Regions from separate parts of the Strix aluco genome. Here region 2 is linked to region 1. The links are chromatin contacts, called in public Hi-C maps. All regions are on one chromosome and are shown on one strand. Each heading gives the region's core, a stretch centred on a gene start, on an enhancer-like site or on the middle of the called end of the contact. The rest is flanking DNA. Distances are from core to core; before and after follow the strand shown. Region 1 holds the start of NOL6 (nucleolar protein 6). Region 2 holds the start of TPGS2 (tubulin polyglutamylase complex subunit 2).

Region 1 (6,095 bases), core at 1,370-3,869:
TGCTCTGGAGAGGGTTGGGGATGTTGCTGCTGGTGGCTGAGATTGAGAGGCTGTGATGCAGCAGCCAGGCAGGAGCTGCAATGAGCAGTAACAGGGACCAGCAGTCTGGGCTCATACCTACAGCCATCTCTCACATCCCCACTGCAAGCATTTGCACGCAGAAGGTGGTCCCCAAATACAACAACAGGTCAGCTCAACTTGGTACACTTTCCTTGGAAATCAGGACCCAAACACCCACCTGCAGCAGTCCCAGTCCCCTGGTTGACACAAGGCTCAGACCCGGCTTTCAGCAGGTTCTCCTGCATGGACATGGTTAAATACCAGGTATGTGAGGCTTGAGGAGGCTCTTGGCAATGAGGCTGATGATGGTGCCCAGCTAGGCAGCAGGTCAGGCAACATACAGGCTGATGCCAGCCTTTCAGCCTTTTCTGGGAAGAGAAATGATGACTGGCTTCGAGCAGGAAGCCAGCACTGGGATTTCCATGGCAGAGACGCTGTGCAGCAGCAGTGTGTGGAAACGAGCTCTGCAGGGTGAAAGCTGGGGAGCCATGGGTGCCTGCAGACGTGGCGTTGCTCTGCTTTCCCTAGCAGAGGTAAGGGTGAGAGCCTGCCCCACTCCGTCACAAGCCAGATGCAGCAAAGCCTTGCAGGGCAGATGGAAAATCAGCTGCAAACATCCTCTGAACTCCCAGCTTGTTGTTTTTTCTCTCCAACACTCAGCCTGCTCATTTTTCCCCAAAACCTGCTTGATTTTCCCCAAACCTAATTGTATTTCCCACAAGCACAGCCCATGAACAGTGGGCTGATTTGGCTTAGGGGTCCTGTGCTGGTGACAGAGCTTAGCCCAATTCATTTACCTTCAGAATGGATACATGACCTTCTACTCTCTGTCTTAACATGCCTACACATCTACTCTTGAAGAGATCCTGTTTATAGTGTTCCCACAGCGCAGGAAAAAACCTGAACTGCAGGTGGCCAGGGTTCAGGGAGAATTTGGATCTGACATGGAGATTAGACATTCCAGGCTGGGATGTTGCCCCAGAGCAGAGTCCTTCTAAAGAAGGACAGTCCCACTGGAGTCAAAACATCCCTGTTTCATGGGAGAAGCTATCTACAGTTACGCAAAAACCAGCAAAAGAGCTGGCAACAGAACTAAAATTATTTGAGCCCCAAATCTGTGACCTCCTGTTCAGGGACACACATAGGTTGGGCTTTTAAATATCCTGACAACCCAAATCTGGTCAGACCTTGGGTTTGGAGTTGCTTCTGTAAAGGCATATATACATAAAGGCATATATAAAGGTGATATTTCTCCCGCTCTGGTAACCAGCACACAGGCTGCTGCTGGGCCAGCCCTGCTCCCAGTGCCTGTGCCAGCCCCTGTGGGAGCTGGCCAAGCTGGGTCAGCCTGCCACAACAGCTCTCTGCAGGTCACGTACGGGATGTCCACCCTGATTAATCATGAAGTACCAGAGCCCGGCTCTGCAGCGTACAGGCAGTTCCACACTCGCCCTACCCAGGATCAACCCGACCGTGCCGCTTCCAGCCTGGCTGCTTTGGAAAATAAAGTTCTTTTCTGGGTGCAGGACATGGTGTGTCTTGAAAACATCCAAGTAATTCAGGGTAGTTCTAAAATCCTCATGCCAGAAGGCACACGCAGCCACCTGAGGCTCAAAACTGGAGAGGGATGACTTGCCAGCTGTTTGCCAGAATTGTGCATATTGTGCAAACTGCACCTTATTTTACTATGTGTATATATACAGCTGGCATCAGCTGCTCTGAGCCCAGACCATGCCCTTGTTACTCACCTAACCTCAAACAGCCCCAAATTTTCCCCTTGTCTAGATAGAAAGTCACACCAGACTGAAAACTGGAGTCTGGTATGTTTATTAACCTCCGATATACTACATCTCCGCCTCCCCAATTATTTTAAGGTCCCTTTTGAACACGATGTTAAGTATGTGGTGCTGCTGAAATCAGGGTCCCCAAGAGGCACCACAGGTAGGCCCTGGCCAGCGGGGTAATGTTGTCCTGCAGGCCGAACCGGCTTGTGGCACCCACGTGCGGCCAGCCTGAACGCAAAACCACACCGGGCTGCCCCGAGAACTGCAGTTTGGGGTTAAAGGTTGTGAATTTGGGTTACAGCCCGTCTGGCCCTGGACAGCCAGCCGATCCAGCTCCAGGCTCCACCCCAGCCAAGCGAGGGGGAGGTCCAAGGCGGTCGGGGGGGGGGGGGAGGGGCCCAGCCGACGGCCTGCAGGGCAAAACAGGGCACCTCAGTGGGACGACCCTGGGTCCGTACCCGGCGATAGCCCGAGGGGCAGCGACCCCCACCCCGGGGAGACACGCCCCCCCCTCCTCCTCCCCAGAGCCGTGCGGGGCGGGAGCTGCGCTGCCGTCAAGCACACACAACTGATGCAAAACACGCCGCTCCAAACACGACCTGCCGCAAAGCGAGGAAGCACGCCCTCCCAGCCCTGCTCAAGCGAGCTCGTCTCCGTGGGCGGGAAGGCGGGGCACAGCCGGCGCAGCCAATAGAAGCCCCGCGCCGGTAAGCGGCGGCCAATGGGGAGCGGCGCTCCGCGGCTAGCAGGGTGCGTGGAGCCGCACGTGGCGACAGGGTCCGCGCGTGTGCGGCGGCGGCGGCGGCCATGGCGGTGAGGCGGCGGCGGCTTTGGGGAGGGGGGATCGGCGCCCCGAGGGCGCCTGCGGCGGGACTCTGGGTCGAGCCGTGCTGTCTTCTCCTCGCAGGGCTCTGCGCAGGGCCGGGAGTCCCCCGCCAGGGGCGCGGCGCGTGGCGGGAAGAGGGCCGCCCCGACTGGGGCCGGGGCCCTGCAGCCGGCGAAGCTGAGCCGGGCCGAGCTCTACAAGCCGCCGACCAGCGAGGAGCTGAGCCAGCTGAAGGAGACCGAGGACCTCTTCCACTCCAGCCTGCTCCGCCTGCAGGTCAGCCGGGGGGCCCGCCGGCCCGGGGAGCCGCCGTTGGCCGCGCTCTGCTCCGCTGGGGGCTAAACTGAGGAGGGAGGGGAGGAGCAGAGGGACCCTGGACCCAGAGCTTCCCAGGAACCGCCTGGGAAAGAGACCCCCGGACGCTGGCAGGCCCCTGAGCCCTCCTGACCCGGTAACTCTAGGCAGCGGCCGCTGCTGCAGGAGCTGGGCACGGGGCAGGGACAGAAGGCACAGGCTTTACAAGGCACCCAGCGTATTACGCATGTTTCCACAGTAATTCCTATTACTGCCCTGCGCCAGGCGCTGGGTGTCTTCTACACCATTAAAATTGAACCTCTCCAGCACTTAACTGCAGTACGGTGGAAGCATCCCTCCCTGTGGAGATTTGTTGCTCTCTGGGGTGAGGAAGTAACATCACCAGCTGTGTCTGACTGCTGTCTTTGATCAGCTTCTGTGATGGGGCAGGAGGATTTTTTTACGTCCTGGTAAAGCTAGCTGTGTTGGGGGGAGGTCAGGCTGGTTCCTAGATGGCTTCTGGTGGTTGTAACATTTTAATGTTGGTGAGGAGTGGCTTTGATCTCCTGGCTACCTGCTGGTGTTGGCGGCAAGGGCCTGGTTCGTGCTGTGAACCTGCATTGTTGTTTCCTGCAGCTGATACTCTGTCGTGCAAAAAGCCTATCTGAGAGCTGTGCTTCTGTGAATCACACCAGTTTTTTTGTGGCTGGACCTCACACAGAAGCTGGTGGGATGGAGTTGATTGCCATCCAGCCCTTCACAGGAGATGTCAGAAGCTGTGTTATCCTTCTGCCTGTGGACTGAGTGGACTCCCAGCTCCAGGCAGGGTTTGTGGAGAGGCACAGGTGTGTTCTTCAGCAAACCTGCTGCCCTCTTCACCAGGCTCGTGGTTGGTGCTGGAGGACAAGGTAAAAGGCAGGAGCAGTTCTGGTGTTGCAACTGCCTTTGATGCTCCCCTTTCCCCCTGCAGATCGAAGAGCTTCTGAAGGAGGTGACATTGAAGGAGACGAAGAAGAAGAAGATTGATGCCTTCCTCCATGAAATTAACAGCCTGCTGAGTGCCATCCCAGATACCCCAGAAACTGAAGTACGTTCCAGAGGGATGGAGGAGGTGGTGGCAAGAGCCCTGTATGGAGCAGGCTCTGCTGTTGCTGTGCAAGCAGTGGTCCTCATGGACTGTCTGCCTTAGGGACTGAAAAAATACTACTATGCTTTATCTTGGAAGGGAGAGGGTAACACTCTGTCTTTAAGCCCTGGGTGCAGGCACCTGCAGCTGTGTGGGCAGAGGGGTCCTGATCCCTGCACATCTGCTGTTGGTGGTGCTTAGAGTGATTTTTTTTTTTTTTTTTTTTTTTTTTTTGTGTCCCGTCTGTTTCCAGCTCACTGACCAGGCCTGGCTCCCCAGGGGTGTGAAGGTCCCATTCCTGCAGGTGCCATTCAGTGTGAAGGGGAGATTCCGCTTTGTGCCCCCGACTGAGCTGAAGGTGGTGGGCAGCTACCTGCTGGGCACCTGCATTAAGCCGGAGATCAACGTGGATGTAGCGGTGACCATGCCGCGGGTGAGTCTGGCCATGCCTGCTGCTGAGTGGCCTGGGGCCTGGCTGAGCCCCCTCCCCTCCTGTCCCCCACAGCCCCCGCCTTGTCCTCTCCATTCCTGAATGAGGTTACAGCATCTGGATGTGCAGTGTGGTGACTCCCATGAGGAGCTGAGGAGTGCAGTCTCACCGCTTGCTCTATCAGAGCTTGCAGCTGCTTTGATTTTAGCTCCGCATGAGGATCTTCCTTCTCTCTGTCTGGGCTGAACCTCTTCCACGTTGATGTGAAGGCAGGTGCTGTCCAACTTTGTACCCCACTGCACTTCTGCTCCGGTTCCCAAGACTGTATTACAGGGAGGGTGATGTCTGCAGGCTGTTACCCCCCTAGAGCTCCCTCCCCTTCCTGCCTAGGCTTGCTCTAACTGGGTTTGAGATGAAACAACACACTGTTTAGCTGCATGTCTCTCTGTCTCCAGTGATCCTAGAGCCTGGTGAGCCAGCAGCAGTGTAGTGCTCCTGACCGACTTGGAGCCCCTTGGGGCTGTAGCCACACAGCTGAGATAGGGCTGTCTGTGGGGCCAGGGAGAGTGGTAGGTGGTGTAGTGCCTCGGGCTGAACCGGGCTCTGCAGGCAGGTGAGGTGAGACTGCCACGTCCCTCTTTTCCCAGGAAATCTTCCAGGACAAAGACAATCTGAACCAACGCTACCACCGGAAGAGAGCTCTGTACCTGGCCCACATCGCCCATCACTTTTCTAAGGAGAAGCTCTTTGGGAGTGTGAAGTTTGCCTACATGCACAGCAACCATCTCAAACCCATCCTGCTCCTGAGACCTCAAGGTAGCGCTTGAGCCTTGCTCTGGTGTGGGGTGTGGGTGGGTACTGGTGTTAGGTGGAGGGTGGTGGTGGTAGTCTTATACCGTATAACAGGCCCTTTGGAAAGGGGTCAGCCTGGGGCTGGCACCACAATTGATGATAAATTTTGAAGCTTCAGTGCCCACACACGGCCTAGTCCTCAAAGTCTCTTCCCCTCCCAGTCCCCCTCTGCATCTTGGCTAGGCTCCCCAGCCTTGGCCTTGCTGGCTGGCCCACTCTGTAGGTACTTCAGGAGTAAAGCAGACTGTACAAAAACATGTCTGTGTCTAGTACTGTCCTTCCTCCATGCTCTCCCCGCCATCCTCTTGCCTTCCCTGGGCAACTGTGTGTGGCCTGGCTCTTCTCTGAGATGACGTGGGAGGCATGCGCTGCTGGGCAGCTTTTTTCTCCGGACCCCAGGCGATAGCGGGTTTGAGTGTGGGACAGGCAGTGGTGTGGCAAGGCCAGGGCAGGCGGGAGAGTGCTGGGGCACCAGACTGGCCAGTGGGGATGAAGATGAGACTTGGACATGAGCAGTGTGACCTCACGGTTACTGCTGGCTCTGGGATGTGGTCACTCTGTGCTCTGAGGTGATTTCTGCTGCTGCTGAGCTCTGCTGGGAAGGAGCTTTTTACTTTCCCCAAGGTGGGGATGCTCCCTGTTTTCTCAAGGTGGTCTCTGACATCTCTTCCTCCTGCACATCTACCCCCTGGTGCTTATAGGCAAGGATGAGAAGATGGTCAC
Region 2 (6,095 bases), core at 1,240-3,739, 190 kb after region 1:
GTTTGTCTTTTTTTCTCAAATTATAACTTCCATAATGCTTGTGAGAAATCTCCCACCTTGTAGGGACTTCCACAGAGACTACAAGTTAAAAAAAACAAAACAACCCCTTCACCCCCCCCAGCCTCATATATAGAATTTGCTTAAAGAAGGGTTTTTGAAATGGTGCCATGAACATTTGTTCATAAAGGTACTAGAAAATTGGGCCTCAATCTCCCATTATAATGTATGTGCAAAATTTTCCTGCTTAAAAGGAGTATGTTGAGTTTCATTAAAAGATCATTTCTATCTCCTGAAAAAAATGTTTCACAAACTCAACAAAGTTAAAAGCCTATTACTGCTTTTGTGTTATGGTACGCAGAAAAGTATCTACTGGTTTCATGAAACTTCCCAAAAGATTTAAAATAAGATAGCTTCTAGTGCTGCAAACTACTGAGTGAGGCATCTTTCTGAATGAGAAATCCTTCTTTATTTGAAAGAAACAAACACTGAACAGATTGATAACGTTTCCCAATTAGTTCAGCAATTCCAATTAATATGGTGGCACAATTTACATGATTTGGTCTACTCCACTGGGAAAAAATGTGCAAAATACCCAGGAGTGGAGAGACAGAGAAAAGAACCAAAGTAAATCATCACTGCAATGGACTGGGGTGCATATTAATATATTGCACAATACAGGTTGTCAGAGATACAGACAGAAAAACAAAAAAACCCAAACACAAATGAGGCAACACCTTCTGTGAAAGGGATGCTACAGGACTTTCAGAGTCAAACCTGCATTGTCATGCCCTGCTGGTGTAAATAACACACCTACCCAAAACAGTTTATATGTCAACGTTACTTCTGGATGTAGTAACACCATGCAGATCTCATATATCTGAGCCCGGGTGGTGAAAATGTGGGAAGGGCTAGTAATTTTTTTAAAAAGGGCTACTTCAAATAAGCATTTGCCATCATGGTCGATCAGCAGTAGTTTGGCCTCTTTAATGCTCTCACAGAGTAGAGTGAAGTTATCCTGACCTCTCAACTGGAAAATGAAAAATACAAACCAAAAAAAGCCCAAGAAGTCCAATAATAAGTCAGTAGAGAAGGCTGAACAGAGAGCGCAGATGAAGTCCTGTCCTCACTGAAGCCCACAGCATGAATTTTGCCCTGATCTTTTAATCTCGTCTGTCTGAGCAGCTATCTAAAAACATGTGCAATTAACGATACACTTGGGTTACCAATGAAATTCACAGTCCTGCAATACAGCAGTTGGGTGAGGTAACCACAGCAGTCACTTCTGGCTTTAAAATTCATAGGAAGAAGTTCTGGAACTGCAGTTTGTAATGTTGTCATATGCAAAGCTTGGGATAGAAGTATTGGTACATGGATTCTGTGCCCCAGGTTGCTGCCAGGTGAAAGGTCTGATGCTAAAATGCTTTATACGTGCAAATACTTTCACCAGTTCTTGTGATTCTAGTGCCATTAGTAAAGGTTAGTCTGAGAAGCCTTACTTTCAGATCTTGGCTGTCTTGCACTCCTGCTGAACTTCAAAGGGAACTCCTGGGATGCAAGAAAGGTCAAGATCTGAGCAAAAACCAGAGATGGCAAGCTGGGCATGTTGTGGAAAAAGTCCCATGGTACGGGAATAAGCTGCAGGGTGACTACTTATGGGGAGCTGATCCTGAGCAGATTCACAGATTAGTCTTCTGCCAGAACACTGCACCTCACTGTACTGCTTCCATTGGGCACGCTACCTGCTGACCCTACATTACAACAGAGGCCAAGAATTATGCATGATTTGGAATAAAACACCACCTTCTGTCTTTGATTTTTTTGAAACCGCAGCGCTCTCTTAAGTCGAGAGATTCAGGACATCTGCCACTGATTCAAACACTAGAAACAGGGGTGTTGTGTGTGTGTAGAAGCAGCACAGCTATGTGATTCCGGAGGACGAATCCTCGGCAACCGTGTGACTAGGGTCCCACCAGCAGCACCGTGGCTCCCAGCGCTGCAGGCACCCAGACCTCACACCCCGGGGCTGCCCGGCGGCTCTCGGCCACAGGGCCGACACGGGCAGCCACAGCCGGGCCCTGCCCTGCCAGGCCCAGCCCCACTGCTGCTGCAAGGGCCTCGGGGCGGGGACCTCGGGGCTGGGGCCTACAGGGCCGCTCCGGGGACCCCCACCCTGAGCGCTGAGGGAGGCGCCTCTTCCCGCCGCGGGGCGGTTTCCATGACAACCGAGTGACACCCCCACGCCCCCGCCTTACTCCCCTCAGGCCCAACGGGTTGTCGCACAGCGCTACTCACCCAGTATCCGTGTGACCCCCAGGGTGAGCTTGTCCAGGTAGGGCTTGATGCTGGCGGAAGGCTTCTCCTCCATCCTTCACAGGCTCCCCTCACAGTCAACGCGGGCGAGGCCGATGGGGGCGTGTGCGTGTGTGTCGGGTGGGGGGGGGGGGGCACGGACGGGCACACACACACACCCCCCACACACCCCTTTTGTCCTTCCTCCCACCCCGTAGCGGCGGCTACGCCGCGAGGCGCGCTGGGAGCCGTAGTTCCCCTGGCCGGTGCCTCGGTCAGGCTGTGGCGGGCGGGAAGCGTGAGGCGGCCCGAGGGGAGCGGCCGTTCGGCGGGAGCCCGGCGGACTGCGGCTCCCAGCCTGCCCCGCTCCCCCGGCAGCGGCGGGGCCAGGCCGGCGCGGGCAGCCAATGGGCGGCGAGCGGCGGGGGGGCGGCGGGGGGCACGCTGGGAGTGGCGGTTGTTTCAAGATGGCGGAGGTGGCTGCCGGGCCGGGCGGAGGCGCTTACTGGAGTCCGGACAGTATCCTTCCGTAGTGGCGGCGGCGGCTCGGGGTGGGCGGGCCGCGGCGGGGCCTCCGCCCCGGGGTTGTGCCGTGGCGGGGGTGGGGGCCCGGGGGGAGCGGACGGGCGGGAGGGAGGGTGCTGAGTTGAGGCAGAGCGGGGAGGTGGAGGGGGGCGGCTTGTCAGGACAGGCGACGGGGGCGTGCGCGTTGGGGTCTGGGTGTAGAGAAGGCCGTGGGACGGGTGGGGTTTTGTGGCCGTGGGGCGGGAGGTCTGGGGGCTCCGCTTGCGAGTGTGGGGGAGCTCGGCCTGGGGAGAGAGGTTGGGCAGGGGCCTGTGTGCGGGGAGCGGAGAGTTAAGTGGGGTTTGAAAGTAAAGGTGGCCTGCAAGAAGAGAGGGGCTTGGGTGGCCACTCTCTGTGTGATCTGGCTGCGAAGTCCCGGGGGAGGTAAATATGTAGAAAATGTGGGAATTGGGTTCAGGTTATGGAAACTTTCAAGGGGATCAACAGTGAGAAACCGAGGTTAGTGGCTGAACAGTCAGCAAGAAAAAGAAGCGTCTTTGGTGAATGGTGCCTGTGCTTGAGTACAAGCATGACATTTAGGGTAAGCCTAATGGAGGCTGGAGTGCTCGATCTGTGAGGGACGAGAGGGAGGCTGTGGTGGCTTTGTCTGCAGAAGACATGCAGGCTCCAGTTGTGGGAGACTACATGGGGCTGGACATGTAGATGGAGTAGGTGGTGGTTGTGGTGTTGGGGATTCAGCCTGTGAAAGCCTGGCTAAAGAGAGGTGTGCTTGCATGGTTCTGAGAACCACAAGGAGTTGGCATTGATGTTGGGGCTCATGTGGCTGAGTTGGAAGCCCAGCTACATGAAGACAGGAACTGTCAGTCTGGCCTGGCAGAAATTTAGGAGCTGACAGTTTAGGGCAGGTATGAGGGACTTGAGCTATTGCTGTTGCTCACACTGAGAGTGGGATTCCAGCATCAGCTAGAAGTGAAAAGAATAGTATGTGTCAGTGCTCCTGTATTTATGTGTGATTGCACACCCACTGGAAAACAATGCACAAATGAAATGGGCCAACTGTCCAATGGACTGTTTAGGGAACACATTGTTACGATTTCCTATTTTTGTAAAAAAAAAAGAAAAAATTTCCTACAGCTTGCTCTGTGATGTGAGAGGGTGAAGGTTGGTAGTTACCCGCTTTATTGCCACACCGTCACTACTCTGTTCAGTTGTGGAAGTGTTGATGCAGTTGCAATGACAGTGTATTTATATCAATTAACTCCTGGGGTGATGGGTTGTTTCCGATCACTACATGTCCTGGTTTCAGCTGGGATAGAGGTAACTTCTCTTCTTAGTAGCTAGAATAGTGCTGTGTTTCAGATTCAGTATGGGATTTGCTATGAGAAGAATGTTGATAATATACTGATGTTTTTAGTTACTGCTAAGAAATCAAGGAATTCTTGGAGTTCAAGATTCTAAGGGCAATGAGGAGGGTGCACAGCAAGCTCTCTACCCTGGACTGCAGGAGAGCAGACTTTGGCCTCTTCATGGATCTGTGTGGGAGGGTAACATGGGATAAAGCCTCAGAGGGATGAGAGGCCTAAGAAAGCTGGCTGATATTCAAGGATCACCTCCTCCAAGCTCATGAGTGTTGCATCCTGACAAAGAGGAAGTCAGGCAAAATTGCTAGGAGGCCTGCATGGATGAACAAGGAGCTCCTGGACAAACTCAAAAGGAAGCCTAGAGAGAGTGGAAGCAAGGACAGGTAGCCTGGGAGGAATACAGAGAAGTTGTCAGAGCAGCCAGGTTAGGGAGGCCAAAATCCTGATAGAATTAAATCTGACCAGGGCTGTCAAGGGCAACAAGAAAAGATTCTGTAGGTATGTGGTGATAAAAAGAAGACTAGGGAAAATGTGTGCTCTCTCCAGAAGCAAATGGGAGAGCTGGTTACCCAGGATATGGAGAAGACTGGGGTATTCAGTGAAATTTTTGCCTCAGTCTTCACCAAGAAGGGCTCCAGCCACACCACCCAAGTCACAGAAAGCAAAGGTGGGAACTGGGAGAATGAAGAACCGCCCACTGTAGGAGAAGATCAGGTTCGAGAGCATCTATGGAACCTGAAGGTGCACAAGTCTATGGGACCCGATGAGATGCATCCGAGGGTCCTGAGTGAACTGGCGGGTGAAGTGGCTAAGCCAATACCCGTCGTATTTGAGAAGTCGTGGCAGACTATGAAAGTTCCTGCTGAATGGAAAAGGGGAAACGTAACCCCCATTTTTAAAAAGAGAAAAAAAGGAAGACCCAGGGAAGTACAGGCCATTCAGTCTCACCTCTGTGCCCGGCAAGATCATGGAGTGGATCCTCCTGGAAACTCTGCTAGGGCACAGGGTAAATAATGAGATGATTGGTGACAGCCAGTGTGGCTTCACTAAGGGCAAATCTGCCTGACAAATTTGGTGGCTTTCTACAACAGGGTTACAGCACTGGTGGATAAGGGAAGAGCAACTGATGTCATCTCCCTGCACTTGTGCAAAGCATCTGACACTGTCCCACATGACATCCTTGACTCTGAATTGGAGAGACATGGATCTGACGTATGGACCACTCGGTGGATAAGGAATTGGCTGGATGGTCGCACTCAAAGAGCTGCGGTCAACAGGTCGATGCCCAAGTGGAGAGCAGTGACGAGTGGTGTTCCTCAGGGGTTGGTGTTGGGGCTGGCGCTGTTTAACATCTTTGCTGGGGACATGGGACAGTGGGATTGAGTGCACCCTCAGCAAGTTTGCCAATGACACCAAGCTGTGTGGTGCGGTCAACACACTGGAGGGAAGGGATGTGCCATCCAGAGGGACCTGGACAGGCTGGAGAGGTGGGTCTGTGCAAACCTCATGAGGTTCAACAAGGCCAAGTGCAAGGTCCTGCACATGGGTCGGGGCAACCCCAAGCACAAATACAGGCTGGGTGATGAGTGGGTTGAGAGCAGCCCTGCGGAGAAGGACCTGGGGGTATTAGTGGATGGAAAACTGACTGTGAACCAGCAATGTGCACTCACAGCCCAGAAAGCCAACCATATCCTGGGCTGCTCCAAGAGAAGAGTGGCCAGCAGGTCAAGGGAGGGGATTCTCCCCCTCTCTTCCGCTCTCGTGGGACCCCCACTGCAGTGCTGTGTCCAGCTCTGGGGCTCTCAGTGTAAGAAGGACACGGACCTGCTTGAGCGGGTCCAGAGGAGGCCACGGAGATGATCAGGAGTCTGGAGCACCTCCCCTGTGAGGACAGGTTGAGAGAGTTGGGGGTGTTCAGCC

What was found. A called contact is a pair of places that touch in the nucleus more often than the background predicts.
Region 2: a contact with region 1 is called in a Hi-C map of heart, with 7 times the contacts expected there. The contact joins the promoter of TPGS2 here to the promoter of NOL6 in region 1. A contact is called at or near these places in 2 of 2 Hi-C or Micro-C datasets (brain and heart).

The regions. Positions count from the first base shown.
Region 1 is chrZ:87,016,140-87,022,234 of bStrAlu1.hap1, forward strand. NOL6 (nucleolar protein 6) reads left to right here and starts at 2,620. Exons shown (of 26, transcript XM_074812806.1): 1 at 2,620-2,657; 2 at 2,752-2,946; 3 at 3,935-4,051; 4 at 4,344-4,523; 5 at 5,168-5,336; 6 at 6,074-6,095. The coding sequence starts at 2,652.
Region 2 is chrZ:87,207,891-87,213,985 of bStrAlu1.hap1, forward strand. TPGS2 (tubulin polyglutamylase complex subunit 2) reads right to left here and starts at 2,490. Exons shown (of 6, transcript XM_074811715.1): 1 at 2,293-2,490. The coding sequence starts at 2,365. KIAA1328 (KIAA1328 ortholog) reads left to right here and starts at 2,633. Exons shown (of 11, transcript XM_074811713.1): 1 at 2,633-2,808. The coding sequence starts at 2,697.